Linked DNA regions of Mus musculus: region 2 is linked to region 1. The links are chromatin contacts, called in public Hi-C maps. All regions are on one chromosome and are shown on one strand. The core of a region is the stretch at or near the end of the contact, and the rest is flanking DNA. Distances in the headings are between cores, read along the strand shown. Region 1 overlaps Haglr (Hoxd antisense growth associated long non-coding RNA). Region 2 has its middle 96 kb from the start of Gm46748.

Region 1 (3,597 bases), core at 700-3,199:
GCACAAAATTGGCGTGGAGAAATACTTGATTACATTTAAGCTCTTAAAACTGAGCGGCAGTAATTGGAGGATGCAAACTCGATATCACCTAAGTGGGGGGCAGTCGCAATAGGATTTTGCCAGAGCAGCGCCTGCATGCTCTTTCTATACATGATCGTCACATGGGCGGGTGTGTGTTCATTTTTTCTGCATTAAATAATAAAAAAATAAACTTTGGGGAAAAACCCTGACAATCAAAGAAAAAGCATAAGAGAAACAGGCAGGATTAAGCGAGAAAAGCTAAGGTGCTGTGGTATAAAAGGAAATGATCATGTAGAGACAAGCATCAGGCTTTTTCCCCCGTCCCCCAACCCCCTTAGGAAGTGCTCACAATTTTTTCCTTTGTAGTGGTCAGCAGTTCACTTTTAAAGAAAACAAACATTCTTCACAATGTAAAATAACGAAAGGTTCATTAATAGAACACAACACGTATAAACACCTTGCTTACTCCTGTTTCTTTGTGCAAAATGGGCGAATAGTCTACAGAATTTATAATCGTTTTGTAAATATTATTAGTGTGGCTCTAGGAAGGGTCGAGCACTTACACCCACTTCTATAGAAGGGAGCACTTGGAAAAAGGCCTTCAGACAAGGTTCAATTATTTTGTATTTCAGCAAAGTCCACCCACGCATCTCTAGTTGGTTTGGCAAATATGCAACTCCCACTACCAGCCTGGTGACACGAGGTGAAATTCCCATTGTGTGGAGATAACTTCTACTCTTCTGGTGCAACAGCAATCGTTTTCTATTTGGATGTTTGTGTTTCGCTCAGTAATGATGGCTCAAAAGAATATTTAGTTTCCTTGTTCCTTTGTGCTGTTTTAAAAATGGCATGTTAGGCTGGGGGTGGGAGGGGTTATCCTTTTGCTAAATTTCACTCTATCTGAGCAAGTTTAAAGTATATATGTTGTAGAATTGTATCAACAGAATAAATGACTTCAATCGAAGGCATATTTTACCCACTCTCAAGGCTTAACATTGTTTTCTCTGAAATTTGCATTCCTAGACAGAATTTATAATTGTAAGAAATTATTTTTTAAGCTATTACGGAAATCAAAGAAATGCTAGCTGCCTCGTAGGGAACCACAGCCACCTTTCTTAACTGGCTAAATATTAAATAGATGAATTGTCAGGCTGTTTAGATTCAGCCCGGTTTCTCTCATCTCCTCTTCATACCATAAATAATAATAAAAATACATAATGCATCATGGCTCCAGGCGTTTCCCAGCGCGGTGTGTTACCACAGGAGTATCTGCTGAGTCTGCGGGTGTCTGCAATACCCCAAGCGTCATCTGTGGCTTAGGGTTTCATGGATTACTTTAAACAGTGTCTAGCCCGGCTGACATCAGCTTCCTCTCACACATAGGCTCTAAGGAAGTGTCAGGTTGGGGGTTCCCACCGTCTAGGCAGCCGCAACCTCACAGGCCCGGCGGTGGAGGGAGGATGTTGGAAGAAGGGGGAGGGGTCGCTTCGACCAAACCTGCCGCCTTCGCCTACCTTCTGAAGTTCTGGAGACTTCAGAGAATTGCTTGGTTCTTTCCTGCCACCAACGCGAGTCACGTGACAGGCACACTCACTCCTAGCGTGGGTGGGGGCGGCGGCGAGTTCTGGGAGGGCACACTCCCACGCGGCCGCCCGCCGGAGAGAGCTGGGCCCGCGGCACAACCATTTAAAACTTCATAAATTATAAACAAGCCGCCTTGGCCTTCGCCATAAATTCCGCTCCTCTTGAGCCTGCAATTAGTGTTAGGAAGCACCCAAGTCTAAACACAACCAAACGCTCTCCGAAGGGTCCAAGTGCCCGAGGTTGCAAGCCTTTATTTATTCCCGGGTGCCACCCCCTCTGCACTCGAGGCTTGCACACAGTCACCTCCTCCCCCGCCACCGCGGGCAGTACACACTCCGCTGGGTTCCCCGCTTAGCCCGGGAAGGTCACAATAGCAGCTCTATCCACCGAGGCGCTCGCCGCCTCCTCCCTCCCGGGTCTTCGAGAAGCAAAGAAAGGAGTGTGGGGGAGGGGAGCCTGGCCAGCAATGGCGCCCGGGTCTCAGGCCTCTGCTCTTGTTTCAAGACGAGACCCGGGAAGTTGGCATGGGTAGGGAAGCAGCAGCCTAGCTTGTCTTTCTCCCACGACGCTCCTCTCCCACGACGCTCCTCTGCCCCCAGAGGCTTCACCGCCCGATTGAGGATGCCCCAAAGCAGTCAGGTCTACCCGAAATCCAGAATCCATTGAGCCAGCGGCTTCCTTTCTGATCCTTTGCAGAGGAATAGATGCCAGACGGAATAGATGCCAGACGGAATAGATGCCAGAAGGGAGGAGCACCTGGGCCCCTCCGGAGGGCGTTGGCCTTGGGAGGTGTCTCTCTTTTGAAGAAGGGGCAGGATGACTTCGGTCCAGCCTTGGGCACACCTTCTTTTTCTCCATAGTTTTTGAGGCGCGGGGGCGGGACGAGGAGGGGGTGGGGATTAGGAAGGTTGTGGATCTCCGGTAGAGTATTAGGTCTAAAGGAAAGAGATCAGGTCCTTGGCTCATGGGTGGCAGTCATTTGGGCCTCTCTGGTTGTTCCATCTAGGCAAACAAATGTGGATTAACGTAGGATGGCGGTCAGGCAGAGGTATGGCCCTGCTGCAAAATGGAGGTGGGAGTGGAGGAAGAGGGACCGTTTCCTTAGCATCCCTGTAAACCTCGGGGTCCATTCTGGAGTGGAATGCCTAGACCTAGCGAGAGGGTGCGAAGTTGTCATGGAAAGCCCTGGAGGGTGGCCCTGGCCACTGGTAAGGAGGTTAGGAAAGGAAAGGAAAGGAAAGGAAAGGAAAGGAAAGGAAAGGAAAGGAAAGGAGAAAGGGAAATCAAGTACAGATTCTGCCTTCTAGCTTACAGACCAACCTCATCCAGGGAACTGACAGAGAAAAATCTGCCTCTGATAGAATCATTAAGTTAAGCATCCATTTGTACCATTTCTGTGTACAGGCTTTCAAATGGGAGAGAGGAAGAGGATACTGAGCTTGTACTTCCCTTGGTTCAGCCCCAAGTCCAGTCCCTATCAGAGATGTGTCAGCTACATTGGTTTCTGAGGCCCCAGAGGCTGCTAACCTTGCTGAACAAGAGTTTTCACATTTCTGTCTAGAAGAACTACTAGCAGTGATCTCCTACGCTAGCTAGCTACTGTCCTTTCTCCCTCACTGGGTACCACTCCAATGGTTCATGAGTGAAGTGCTCTCCTCAGCCACCAGGCTTGGAAGCCCAGACGGTTTTCCTTTAGAGAAGGTAAAGAGGAGAACATGAGAGAGAGAGAGAGAGAGAGAGAGAGAGAGAGAGAGAGAGAGAGAGAGAGAGGAGAGAGAGAGAGTTTGAATAACAAAGAGGCTAACTCTTCCTTCCAAGTATTTGACCCCATGGCGGGTACAAGCTTGTTTACACCCAGGGATTGTCACAGGTCTGTTTTGACTTTACCAGAATTGGTTGAAACTTCCTTGTGAAGTCAAGAACTTGGTAATCCCAGTTTACAGGTCTAGGAAGGTCTTCATCTGGGTGTTCTTGACAAAACTTTGGTCCTTC
Region 2 (3,597 bases), core at 612-3,111, 220 kb after region 1:
CCAAATGTGTCTACTGAGCTGCGAAGCATACATGAGGCAATGAGCTAAACTGTCTAATTGTATCTGAAAGAAAAAAATACATAAGTTATTTAAAATATTTAGTTAGGTGTAGTTGTGCCTGCCTGTAATCCAAGTATTGGGGAGTCTGAGGCAAGAGATTACAATAAAGCCACTTGAGTCTCAACTTATGATTCTGGGTTTGAAGGCACCATTCTGTATGTTCCTAAATTATTTGTTTTCAAGATGTTTTAGGTCTGTATAAAATGGGGCTAATTGTTTTGGATTATGAGTGGGCTACTGTTTCAATTATTTATTCACAGGCTGGAGAAAATAGGGTCCTTTTCACACATACCCACACTGTCAGTAACACCGTTCATCCTTGAGAAGTTAAGTGACAGAGGGTCACTTTAATATTGATGCCTATGTGCACACCCATGCACACAGTTGGCTCAGGCTTTTATGAGACGGTCTAAGAATTCCTTGTGCCGTTTCAGCCGGCTGCGAAAGCAGGCAAGACCATCTTTTAACTTTTGTGGGCATGTATTCAACCTTCTTCACAAACCTACATTTAATTTCATTGACTTGTCTATTTTTTCTTCAGATTTTGCTTTTAATCCTTGCCACAAGAGCTGCCTCCCATCAAAATGTTCATTTTCATTAGGGATGGGAGGAAGATTTCTCCGAGGGGAGTGTCTGCTTTGAAGGAAGAAGCAGAGGGTTAGAGAATTCAAAATGCCAATTATGTGTAAGGTCGGCTGGTGAGGAGCAACGCTATAAAGGCCACGGAGTTTACTGCAAAAGGGTGCCCCCTGCTGGAGGCTCCTTCAATTGCGTCAGCTCAGCTCAGTTCATAACCTAAAGCAGCTGCCTTTCCCAGTGCCAACTCAGATTCTCTGCAGATGTTTCCTTATGACCCATCCACATGTTTGCTAAATATCATCTGTTAATTCCCCCCAAACATCCTGGATCTAGTTCTTTTATGTGTAACTCGACTTAAGGTCTTAAAATAGATGACAGCAAAAACATTTAAAAAATATATCTCACAGGTACAATTGTCTTGAATATCATCAGCACACTAACTCCGTAGTTGGACTCCAGTCTTAAAGGGCATTCCAGCTATTTTACGACAAACGGAGGTAAGGCATGTGCCCATTGTCCCTAGTCTTTAGCTTTTGATCATAGGATTTCAATGAATCACCATCAGTAGGAAGAGAGAGAAGTCTCAACTATCTATCTATCTATCTATCTATCTATCTATCTATCTATCTATCTATCTATCTATCTATCTATCTATCTATCGTGTGTGTGTGTGTGTGTGTGTGAGTGTGCATGCATGTGTATAGATATATGTGGCCTCAGACACCCTCTGTCTATCCCCCAGGAAGGTGCCCCCCCCACCCCAAGCAAGACTTCCATGCAACTGGATAGAGAGGCAAAATTGCTGTTGTCAGCGTCCCTTTGTGGGTGAAGGCTAACTGCCCTCTGCTGCTAGCCGGTGCAGGCTTCATTTGATAAGGAAATTCACACTCTTCCAAGGACTGTTTGCCATGTAAAATGAGGTTCTTGGATAGGAAAAAAAATTTTCTTACTGCAAAAAGAAAGATTTCTTCCTGGTAAAATAGTTGGGGTTTTTTTTTGGGGGGGGGGGAAACGGTGTAGCCCCCCCATCAAATCACACACCAGGATTCCCCTTGGAAAGAGGATCGGTTGCCATGGTAACCAAACCTTCAGCAGTTTCCCTCAAGACAGTGGAGACTGGAAGGAAATCAGGAGATGGCGGAAGTCTACCGAAGAGGCCCCAGGTCCTCACCACACCCACTGGTTCCTAGTAGCATTAGGGAAGCGGCCTAGGGACCAGCTGTGGCTTTGCTCCGGGATACTAGGAGCAGGCAGCTGGGCTGGGATCCCTTTGTGCTAAGGGAGGTCTGCCGAAGACAAGCAGCCTCTGATTACAGGATGTTTCATCAGAGCAGCTGCAAGCCATCGGCTCCTGACTCAGTGCCTTTCTGAGGGTCCACCCTAAGGAACTTCCCAGGACGCACTTACTGAACTTGACTGGGAAGGCTAGACTACTGTCAGAGTTCTTTTAAAGGGGAAGGTAGACCAAAACGCCATTGTGTTTTTTCGAAAAAACCTTCCTCCGTTGGGCTAGGCAGGCGCTTTCCTCAGCCCGGCACTGTCACCTTCGGGAAATCAGCCGAAATCTGCGGACGGGGTGGGGTGGGGGCATCCCACAAGTACTACATAAGAAACTCTAGGTAGGACCAACTCACTGGTGTTTTGGCAAACTTTCTGGGTTTTTTTGATGCACACCAAAGTCTGAGAATCACAAAAGTGATGAGAAATCTGTAATTTAGTTTTACTAGGACACATGAGAGGAATAACAAGGGCTGAAATGGCCACCCCAGCGCCTTCATCCTCCTGAGACCAAAAGCAGGTTCTTGATGCTTACTGCCTGTTGCCTTCCTCCTCTTCCGGGAGTTACCACGCCTTTAGTGTCTTGTTGAATCCGGACAGACAGGGATACTGTTTGAATCGACAATATCAGCTTATGGAGGGCTACAGTTTGCTTAATGGTTGGCTTTATTGTGGACTCTCTGTGTCCAAAGCTCGCTATAGACACTGATTGCCTCTCTAGAGAGCTTTCTAATGTCCTATAAGGGATCCAAGCCAGTACTGAGAAGAGAAGGTGGCTTTAACTTCACAGAAAACCGTTGTGAGATGCCATGGGATTTTGCCCCGAGTATTGTAGTGTGGATACTCATCTCCCAAAAGAGGGCTGCTTTGTCATTATGCACAGTTTGAAAAGTGCTAGGCACGGCTTCCTTGGAGTATAAGGACTTCAATAACACCCACCATCAGTGGAGGTTGAATATCTACTGAACATATCTAATATACTAGTACTTTTATTGACTCTTACCACAACCCTACAGCATACATAGTTTCATTTAACAGTAAGAATTAAGAGACGATGTTGATGAGAAGTAACTCATCCAAATTCCTAAAGCTAGGGCATGTCGTCTTCAGAATCAGAACTCCCGATGGTCTACTTTCAGGAACCATGGATAACTACAGCCTCCCTTATATCCTCCTGTATGAGCCACCTCCTTCCTAGACCGGCAGAAGTCACTTTGTTTTGGTGCTGGGACTTGAACCCAGGGCTTATATAAGCTAGACAGAAACTCTAGCATTGAGTTGTGCCCACAATCTGGCTCCTTCCTCTTTGTTAATATTGCTGTTGATAATTTGTGGACGTTTGCATTGGTGTCTTATTTCATCTTCACAGTCGCCCTTTGAGGGAGGTAGTGCTGTCAAGATCTCTCTGTTGCAGAAGAGGAAACCGAGGCTCTAAATAGACAAGTAGCCTGTCTGAAGCCCCATAGTTAGCAATACGGCTGAGCCAACATCCAGACCAGGAAGAACATTCATATTTAATGGACTCGATTCTGCCACTTAGCATGTGGTGGCGTGTATCCAAATCTGTGGTTATCAGGTTGTTGATGGCAGCCTTTTAGAGTTACCACTTGTTTTTCTCTCATATATTCAGAAAAGACCAAGATTTAGAGTTCTTCAAGACTATTGTTTGTTTTTCCATTT

What was found. Hi-C and Micro-C count contacts between places; a contact is called where the count stands out from the background.
Region 2: a Hi-C map of nephron progenitors shows a contact between it and region 1, with 4 times the contacts expected there. The contact joins two enhancer-like sites. A contact is called at or near these places in 20 of 484 Hi-C or Micro-C datasets (B cells, the C3H10T1/2 cell line, brain and 9 more), 14 of 115 datasets of contacts at active chromatin or transcription factors (craniofacial prominence, differentiating embryonic stem cells, embryonic basal ganglia and 9 more) and 4 of 9 other capture datasets (adipose tissue, embryonic stem cells, liver and 1 more).

Annotation. Positions count from the first base shown.
Region 1 is chr2:74,748,037-74,751,633 of GRCm38.p6, forward strand. It overlaps Haglr (Hoxd antisense growth associated long non-coding RNA), which reads right to left. Exons shown (of 3, transcript NR_110445.1): 2 at 3,493-3,597; 3 at 386-2,607. Hoxd3 (homeobox D3) reads left to right here. Exons shown (of 3, transcript NM_010468.2): 3 at 1-235. Among named protein-coding and RNA genes, the nearest start is that of Gm14424, 2.8 kb to the right of the region's middle. Within about 2 kb of position 1,950, at least 60 of the 459 cell types and tissues checked have an H3K27ac peak or open chromatin away from gene starts, as enhancers often do. A contact at or near this core is called in adipose tissue and stem cell-derived motor neurons, where this site is marked.
Region 2 is chr2:74,963,735-74,967,331 of GRCm38.p6, forward strand. No RefSeq gene overlaps it. Among named protein-coding and RNA genes, the nearest start is that of Gm46748, 96 kb to the right of the region's middle. Within about 2 kb of position 1,862, at least 43 of the 459 cell types and tissues checked have an H3K27ac peak or open chromatin away from gene starts, as enhancers often do. A contact at or near this core is called in adipose tissue and stem cell-derived motor neurons, where this site is marked.